Regions from separate parts of the Mus musculus genome. Here region 1 is linked to region 2. The links are chromatin contacts, called in public Micro-C maps. All regions are on one chromosome and are shown on one strand. Each heading gives the region's core, a stretch centred on a gene start, on an enhancer-like site or on the middle of the called end of the contact. The rest is flanking DNA. Distances are from core to core; before and after follow the strand shown.

The links. Hi-C and Micro-C count contacts between places; a contact is called where the count stands out from the background.
Region 1: a Micro-C map of embryonic stem cells shows a contact between it and region 2, with 9 times the contacts expected there. The contact joins the promoter of Apba2 here to the promoter of 4930554H23Rik in region 2. A contact is called at or near these places in 1 of 39 promoter capture datasets (embryonic stem cells) and 2 of 484 Hi-C or Micro-C datasets (both in embryonic stem cells).

Annotation. Positions count from the first base shown.
Region 1 is chr7:64,500,058-64,504,462 of GRCm38.p6, reverse strand. It overlaps Apba2 (amyloid beta (A4) precursor protein-binding, family A, member 2), which reads right to left and starts at 2,325. Exons shown (of 15, transcript NM_001291166.1): 1 at 2,210-2,325.
Region 2 is chr7:63,443,016-63,447,517 of GRCm38.p6, reverse strand. It overlaps 4930554H23Rik (RIKEN cDNA 4930554H23 gene), which reads left to right and starts at 2,989. Exons shown (of 10, transcript NR_131089.1): 1 at 2,989-3,955; 2 at 4,129-4,338. It overlaps Otud7a (OTU domain containing 7A), which reads right to left and starts at 2,746. Exons shown (of 14, transcript NM_130880.1): 1 at 2,591-2,746.

The sequences.
Region 1 (4,405 bases), core at 1,076-3,575, 1.1 Mb before region 2:
TTCCTCAGTTTTGTCTAGGAAAAGTCAAGGTGTTTCAACACTCCCTCTCAGCCTCCAGGGGTGTGATTGGTGTCTTTTACAATTATCTTTTATTTTTATCTGGCATTTCTTAGCTCAGTTGGCAAATTGGACATTTATGCACCTCCATTTCACAGACCATCCCTACCAATTATTACTGTGAAACTAATATTTTATTCAAAAAAGGAGGAGGAGGAGGAGGAGGGGGAGAGGGAAGAGGAGGAGGAGGAGGAGGAAGAGGAAGAAGAAGAAGAAGAAGAAGAAGAAGAAGAAGAAGAAGAAGAAGAAGAAGAAGAAGAAGAGAAAGAAAGGAAGAGAAAGAAAGAAAGAAAGAGAAAGGAAGGAAGGAAGGAAGGAAGGAAGGAAGGAAGGAAGGAAGGAAGGAAGGAAGAGAAACAGAAGGGTGTTATGCCAACTAGTTAACAAGCTACCACTTGGGTCTGGGGTTGCCTCACAGGGGAAAGAAGAAGGCAAGCAGAAGTGAATGGTCCTCAATGTCGGCCCCTTCCAGCACAAAGACTCAGGCTCACACCCACTCACAGACCATCTGATTCAGTGCGGCCCAGCACCCCAGACATGGAAAAGCAGCAGTGGGGTAAGTCTACTGCTGCCTGACACCCGAGAGATGAGAAAAGCTGGGGGTGGGGGGACATGGCTATACCCAGCTCAGAGACTGTCCCAAGGACAAGCGGACAAGGACTTGGTGGTGCCATGGAAGGAGAGGTGTTGGTACCTCCAGCTCATAGCCAGTTCCACGACCCACTAATCCCTTCCATGTGGCTTGGAGTCCCTGCAGGTTCTTCGTCTGTGTCACTCACCCCTCTGTTCCAGAGCTCCAAAGTTCAGGAGACCCTCTGCAGCACACCATGACCACCCAGCAATCTGAGTGCAGGACAAAGTCACCCAGCCACTCTGCCCTGAGTCCCCTGCCTCAGATTGCTGCTGTCCAGGAAAGCCCCATCCTTGCCTCTTTGGAGGGACCGGGCCCCAAAGGGAGCCTGCCCATTGGTTCTTGGCACCTGCAGATCAGTACTTCAGAAAAAGTTGTTCACTTGGACCCTTAAAGCTTACGGGTCTTTGTTTTCGAAACCACTATCCTTCCTCAAATCTATATCCATAAAGGAAGAAGGGGTCTTGGGGTCTAAGGGGACCGGGACAAATCAGTTCAGACATGAAGAAAGGCCAAGAAAAACAAGCAAGGTTTAAGAACTTCACCGTGCACAAGGCCTGAGTGAGCTGGCTTTATTTAAATTCGAATTTAAGTTTGGCCTCTGTCAAGTCACATACAAATAAACAGATATTAAAGAATTAAAAGTCTTCCATAACTGAATTCTAAGTTAAGACTAGTAGGCTTTATTTAAGGCGCCTACAGCCAGGGCAAGCCCTTGCAGAGCCCCACTGGTACCTGCTCCTATCCCTACCGCACTCAGGGGAAGTTCACCCACAGCTTTGGCATATAGAGGCCTGCTGCCCATACTGCTCCCTGTGAAAACAAGGCTTGAAAAAAGCTGGGATCAATGTTCCCCTTCATCCTCCATACCCAAGTCCCCTTGCCGGGCTCTGCCTGCCAAGAGGAAGCAGCCAGGATAAGGGGCATGTCCCCGCCGCATCCCCCCAGAGAATACGGGGTGTGGAATTTTTAACTGAGTTTCTCCCCCGGGCCTCATTATAAAGGGAAAGGGGAGGGAGGGGTACAGATCAAAGACCGGTTGCCTGGAAGCAGCGAACCCAGCAGCGACCCCAAACTCCCGAGTTGCCGCCCAGCATCGGGACTTGGAATCAGTGCCAAGCAGCTCCCCTCTAGACAACCCCCCCCCCAACGCAATAATAGGGGGACCCAGACGAGTGACCATCTCCTCTGGCCACACCAGGTAGCCCCGCGCCGCCGCTTCGCAAGCCCCTGATAACCTAGCGGCCAGCTGATCCCTGCCGCGCCCGGCCGCTGGTCAGTGGCTCGGAGGGTCCGGTGGGTCCGGAGAGAGAGGGGCGCTGGTCCGTAGCACCCCCCGGTCCCAGCGGTGGCCCGCTCTGTCGACGATGCCCCTCTGCCTCTCCAGAGCCCCACAAGGTCCGAAAGGGAGCGCTGGGACCACAGCATCCGCGCCCCCCACTGCGCCCCGGCTCCCCCCACGCGGAACCGGGCAACCCAGGCTGCTGCCGCGGAGACTCTGGCGCCCCGGGCCCCACTTACCTGCGCCCGCGCGGGTTGCGCGATGCGCCGCCGCCCCCGACTGGGTCGGCGAGGCCGAGAGCGGGGCGCCGCAGCAGCTCTTTGTGAGCCCGCGCCGAGCCGCACACCGAGACTGCTAATGAGCCCGGGAAGCTGGATAGCGGCGGGCGCGCCCCGGACGCCGCGCACGACACGCAGGGCCGCCTCTACCGGGCGCACGCGGCGCGGCCCGGGAGCACCCGCACCCGCACCGCCCTATCCGCCGCCACACCGACCGCCCCCGCTCCTCCTGCGCCCGGCCACGCGGGGTGGAAACGCTTTCTAAAGAGACCTTAGGGAATCAAGGGATTCAAGACCGCGCGGCCGCGCAAAGCGCAGACAAAGATGCTTCGGCGCCCAGCGCGGCGCCTCCGGGTGCGGCGCGGGGACAGCGGCGGGGACAGCGGACGAGCCCACCTGGGACCTGGGTCCTTGGGATACGGGCTGAGATAGGCTCCGCGAGTCGCGGTGGCCCCTTGAGGAGCACACAGGTTCCTGGGAGTGAGCTGGGACCGGCCAGTTGGGGAGCCTTAACAGTCTGGTCCTGGGCAGGCAGAACAGGTGAAGGAGATGCTGCCGGTGCCCGCACCCTGCCCCTGACGCCGCGCTGCCCCCTGGCGGGCTCCGGAGAGCGTGCGGCGCTGAGGGGCTGCGGCGACCGCGCCCTGCTCTGCCAGCTCCGCTCTATGCGGAGCCCCGGCCGGCCCGAATCCCTTGACTCTCTAGGGTATTGTGGCCCCAGAAAGCCTTTCCTGAGGGGCAAGCCTTGTCCTGCTTCCCCACAGTCAATCACCAGAAGCCTTCTGGCCACAAGGTCTTCTCACCCGGTCCCTGATAACCACACACAAGGTCTTCTCACCCGGTCCCTGATAACCACCGAGTCTCTGATACCTGTGTTGCCTGGGATGTCCAGAAGGGAGAGGGCCCCAACCTCTAATACCCCCAATGAGAACCAGTTGGCTACCCTCAGTAAGAAACAAACCTCTTGAAATTCTTGAACGTTGGGCTTTATTGTCACCTTTGACCTTTCACTCAGCCCTATGCATTTGTGGCAACTTGCAGGTTTAAGGCACACAGGGTGCTCTGTTTTAGGGAATGGGGGGCTCCACTTCAGCCCCCAAATGCTTCCAATTGGCCTGGTTCTCCCTCTTCCTCTCTCTCTTCCTTCAGTCCTAGCCTGAGATGAAGGCCAGGTGGCAGAAGATCAGAGGAATGTCACCAAAGGAAGAGGAGGGTGAGTGGGGTGAGAAAAGAACTTCCTGATGCCCACAGTGACAGAGGTGACCCCGAGAAGGGCCTGGAGAAAAACTGAATACAGGGGCAGACCTAGTAAGGACCTCCTAGGCCTGGGACCTGTCTGCCTCCCTCTCTTTCACCCTCCATTACCCCACCCCCCACCCCTACCTCACCAGTCAATAGCAGAGCAGCTCTGGCAGCTCAGGGACCAAATAGGTCCACCCTAGAGCCATTCTTCCTCCTCCTAGAGCTGACCATTCCTTCTTGCTTGTTGTCCATCACCTTAAATATTCTATTGACCCCCCTGACAAAAAGTTCAGCTCAGCTCTAAATGCAAAACTGTTCCATTGCACTGACTGCTAAGTGTGAGATCCAGATGTGTCTGTCTGCTCTGCAGGGCACAGGACATTGTGCACACTAGCAAGCACTCCACCTCCCTACCTGGACCTTGCCCAAGTTAAAAAATAAAATGGGCAACTCACAAGAAAGGAAATACAAACGACTTTTAATCTCTTAGCACTTCTATTACCCTTTCAGGGTGTGTGTGTATGAGTGTGTGTGTGTGTGTGTGTGTGTGTGTGTGTGTGTGTGTGTGTGTGTGAGTGTGTGTATGTATGTGAGTGTGTGTGTGTGTGTATGAGTGTGTGTGTATGTGAGTGTGTGTGTGTGTGTATGAGTGTGTGTGTGAGTGTGTGTATGTATGTGAGTGTGTGTGTATGAGTGTGTGTGTGTATATGAGTGTGTGTGAGTGTGTGTATGTATGTGAGTGTGTGTGTGTGTGTATGAGTGTGTGTGTGTATGAGTGTGTGTGTGTGTATGAGTGTGTGTGTGTGTATGAGTGTGTGTGTATGAGTGTGTGTGTATGAGTGTGTGTGTGAGTGTGTGTATGAGTGTGTGTGAGTGTGTGTATGAGTGTGTGTGTGTATGAGTGTGTGTGTGTGT
Region 2 (4,502 bases), core at 1,740-4,239:
GTAGGAGGTTGCCAAGGGTGGCTCTCACCAGCACACAGGACTGCATGTCGATGAGGACAACTCTTGTCTCCAAAACAGTACTCCTGAAATCAAGTCTTCAGCCTCAAGGTGTGGTAGGTACCAACAGCTATTCTTCAAAGACAGGGGCAATTCAGAAGGCTCACACTGATGGCCCCCACATCTGGCCACTCAAGTGCATATCCTCTCTGTTTTCCATTCCTTGGGCACACAGTGGGGGAGGGGGAAATTAGGAGATTATGCATGAGATACACATACATGCACACACAGGAACCACCCATCCAACATAAATATTTGGTAATTCTCTCCAAGCATCTGGTAGAGGCACAGCCAAGGCACATCCAGCACGCCCCCTACTGGTTTGGCAGGAGCTGACTCAGCCTTTATTCTATGGGCCTAAGTCAAGGATGAATGACCTTAAAATCCAGAGGGACAGACAAAAATGGCAAGATAAAGCAATTTGGGCTTCTTAGAAATGAAGAGCATAATACTCAACTAAATACATTTCAGAGATGTTTTCAAAATGTTACAGGAAAAAAATGTTACTAATCCCTATACATCTAGAGGAAACAGTTAGTGTTGAGTATTCATAGTTACAACGAATAAATTCTCACAAGTGTACAGGTGGAGACGGTGGATACAAAGGCCACCATAGTTTCAGAGACTCAATTTCCACAGTACATGGCACTAAAACCACTCACCCCTGAAGGCACTTTAAACACAGAAGGATCTTGGCACCTAACACGAGCTCAAGTTCACAAGGCAACCTGTGTAAGAGAAATACCACAGAAGAGCAGTACCTGTGGCCAATTTCACTCCATGGGTTATTCTCTCAGCATACCGCTGTGAATAAGTTTGACATTATCAAGAGGTCAGAGACTATGATGTACACATTGCTCACTCACTGGTGGCTGCTCCCTCTCCTCCTCCAGCAATGGGGGGGGGGGGGCTCAGAAGTTTACTTCCCAAAGGTACATCTGCTACCTAATCTAGGCACAGTTGTGATTAGTATGTAGCCAGACTCCATGAAGTAATGATTTGCATTCACGATCACCCTGAACACCAAAAGTCTACAGTAACCACTATTTCCAGGGTTCCAGATTCAAACCTTCCTGTGGCATATGGCACTAAGTTCCTTGCAAACCCAATATGATCACACTAATAATTTAAGGCATCCTTATTTTAACCAATTAGGAGGTGCCATTAATTATTAAATACAAAAACATCAATACTTTGGTCTCTTATTAGATCTCCTTTTGATACAACAGGCCTAAGTAGATGTTCGGACTGTCTTGGGAACTAGCTTTCGGCTGTTCCCATAAGAGCAGATACTAATGGCATACTCATATAATCAAATGAGGGCATGCTGCTGGCATTTATTGAGGAATTTTCTTCCAGAACTTGGTGTGCTGTGTAGATCTTAGGCTCTCATATTCCTTGAACGCTTTGGATAGGTCTTGGGGTCTGGTGGGACACACAAGTGCTAAAAGAGCCCTAGAGTAACCAGCACCTCTCCCAGGCACACCCTAGACGGGGATGTTGGTGATGGAGGAACCCTTCAGATTCACCTGAAGCAATCAAGGCCTGCAACGACCCTGCTCTAGTCCCATTGTCTGCCTTTGCCTGGACACACACTAAATAGATTTTTTAAAAAAAAGAAGTGTTTCCCATACAGGTCATTTTCATTAACAGAGATAAGGCAAGGTACAAGCATGTACTGCCATACCTGATGGATCTGTGTGCTCTGGATCAGCTGATTTCCAGACCTGTAGGGACACATTTTCTTTCAGCCACTCTCTCAAATGTACTAATCTTCAAGCCAACAGAATAAAAACTGCACTTTATGAGGTTTTCGAGTTTTGAGCGCAGAGAAGCAAATTCGATGGCTAAGATTCTCAAAGAGCTGCAGTAGCTGTACCGGTCGGGAGGAGGGTACACTTGAGCGGTTATGTCCAATGAAGGAAAGTTTTAGTTAATGATGACATCACTGACATCTCCCAAATTTAAAGGAGCACTTAAAGCACAGCAGATACAATTTTCCCCCTCCAGTGAGGAGATACTAGGGAAGGCCTCTGGGTTCAGAGCCAAATTGCATCAACCCTTCGCAGCTGGCCAGTCAGACCCAGAGAAGTACGCGGGGGCCACCGTGACCCACGTAGCCATAGCCCCTGTGCAAGCCGCCTCAGGCGCCGCTCTGAGCTAACCCTGCCCTTCGGACCCCCAACGCGCCCCCACGGACCGAGGGCCCAGTCCCGCGCGCTTGCCATCACGTTCCAGTGCGGAACCGCGAAAAGGGCCAGGAGGCAGCCGCCGGAGCCAGCGGGAGCGCCGCGCCCTACCCTCGCCCGGCTGAAGCCGGAGCCGGTGCCCGTGGCGCCCACGAGATCCCGAACTGTTCCCGCAATGCAGACGCGCAGTGTGAGCCCTGCGCCCCCAGCGTCCTGCAGCCCCTGCCCAAGCCCACTCGCCTCCCGGCCAAGCGCAGGGCGACCCCGCGCCGCGCGCCCCATCGCACCTGCCCGCTGCGCCCGGCCCGCCGCCCGCCGGCAGCACCGTGGCCAGCGCCGCTTACCTGCCGCGCAGCCCGCCGGTCCGCCCGCAGCGCCGCAGTCGCCGCTAGCCGACTTCCATCTTCCCTGGCTTCGGGAAAACCAGATCAGCTGTTCCGCTCGCGCCCAGCCGCGGCCCCCTCCCCAGCTGCCGCGCGGCGCCCGGGCCTCTCCTCCCCCGCCTTCCTGGCTGCGCCGCGCTCCGCCCCCCGCGCCCCTCCGCTCCGCCCGCGGTCGCGCGCAGCGCCCGCCTCCCGGCTCCGTCCGCGGCCCCGAGGCGCGCGCCCTGCCTTGACGTCACCGCTTCCACCGTGCCCCGCCCCCGCCGAAGTGGTGCGGGTAGGGGAGCGCGCGTGCTCGTGGCCACCGTTGGCCTCGGTCGCGCCGAGCTCTGCGAAGACGCGCTAGGACCCGCTGTGTCCCCATGCACGCGCTCCCATGTTTGCCCCCTTAGGGTGTAGCCTTTTGAGGTTGTCCCTGGACTTAGGGAAACCCACCCTCCCCTCTGCCCTGCTCATCTTTTCTCTAGTGGTCTGCATTCACCTTTGGTTTCTTTCTCTGGGCTGGCTCTCTTTTTCTAAACACCCTAAACTTTGACTGTTTCCACGCCCCTCTGACCTTCCCCTATTTCTTTCCCCATTAATAATGTTTACATGACTGTTTTAGACGTTTCCTCCGTGGTGACTGTTTAAGACTTTTCCTCCAGCCTGATATCAAGTGGATGCCACTGCTTTCTGCCCTCTCATTTAACCGTCTTGGTGTAGCTTTTGCCTGTTAGGTTCAGAGCTGGGCGTTTCCACATTCTTGGTCTCTTGTTCAAGAAACTGAAATAACAGTGCATAGGTATAGCAAGCTAACAACAAAACAAGGCCATAGTACAAATAAGAGATATACACAGCCGACAGCGGGCCACATCAGTGAGCACACTCAAAGGCCCTTATTATTTGGAGGGTTCATTCTATGGTCTTCCAGAAAAGGAGACATTTAGTTGCTAAAGGATGTAGCGTCAGTGGTTCTCTGTTTTGATTGACAGAGCAGATTATGTAAGCCATTTGTCACTATGCACGTCCTTTCCTATAATGTGTTTTATTTTAATCATATGCACACCCAACTTTGCATAGTCATAGGATGGTTAAATGGTGTGTTCTTCCTAAAAGTTCACTCAGAGCACATCTTTCCTTATTGCATATACACACAAGACTAGTTCAAACTGGATTAGGATTCCATTCTTATATAGCTGGAATCTAACTGAATAGAAACTGTCGATGTCTAACAGTCTTTACAGGAAGGAAAAACCTATTCCACTGTTTCGAGTGGGGTGTAGATACAATTCGGTGCAAATGGATATTCAAGGTTGCCAACGGGTTGCTAGTGCATCGTTAGGAGAGGTGTGTATAACTAAAGTTCCAGATTGCTAAGCTGTGCTTTATGCATAACTTTCTCAACTTCTCTGAGACACTTTTCTCCATAATTTATCAAGATCAGTATTTGAACTGCTTTGTGTTGAGAAGGGGACTAAAGCTGAATAAGGCAAAATCCTCTTTCCTGTTCTGTTCCTAAGGCTGTTATATCTCCTGGATCTCCATTGGTGAATGCTCAGAAAATTTCTCATGCTACAAGTCAAACTGAGCACTCCCTTTGCCTGTTCCGTCAATCCTGGTGGCACTGTTGGAGGAAGGCCATTTGGAATTGAAGTTGTTGGGTTCTGAAGACATAAACTGCATACTTATTGAGAAGAGGAAGAGTCAGGGAGAGGATAGATATCCACTAGGTAAGGGCACTGGGAAAGCCCAGGTCTGTACTGTCAAGTTGTATTGTCCAGGGTTCCAAGTCGGCTTCTCTCTGGAGAATAGTTTTGGTTTTTTTTTTTTTTTTTTTTTTTTTTTTTTTTTTTTTTTTTCCCCAGACTTGTCAACATAAAGGGACCTGCTCAAT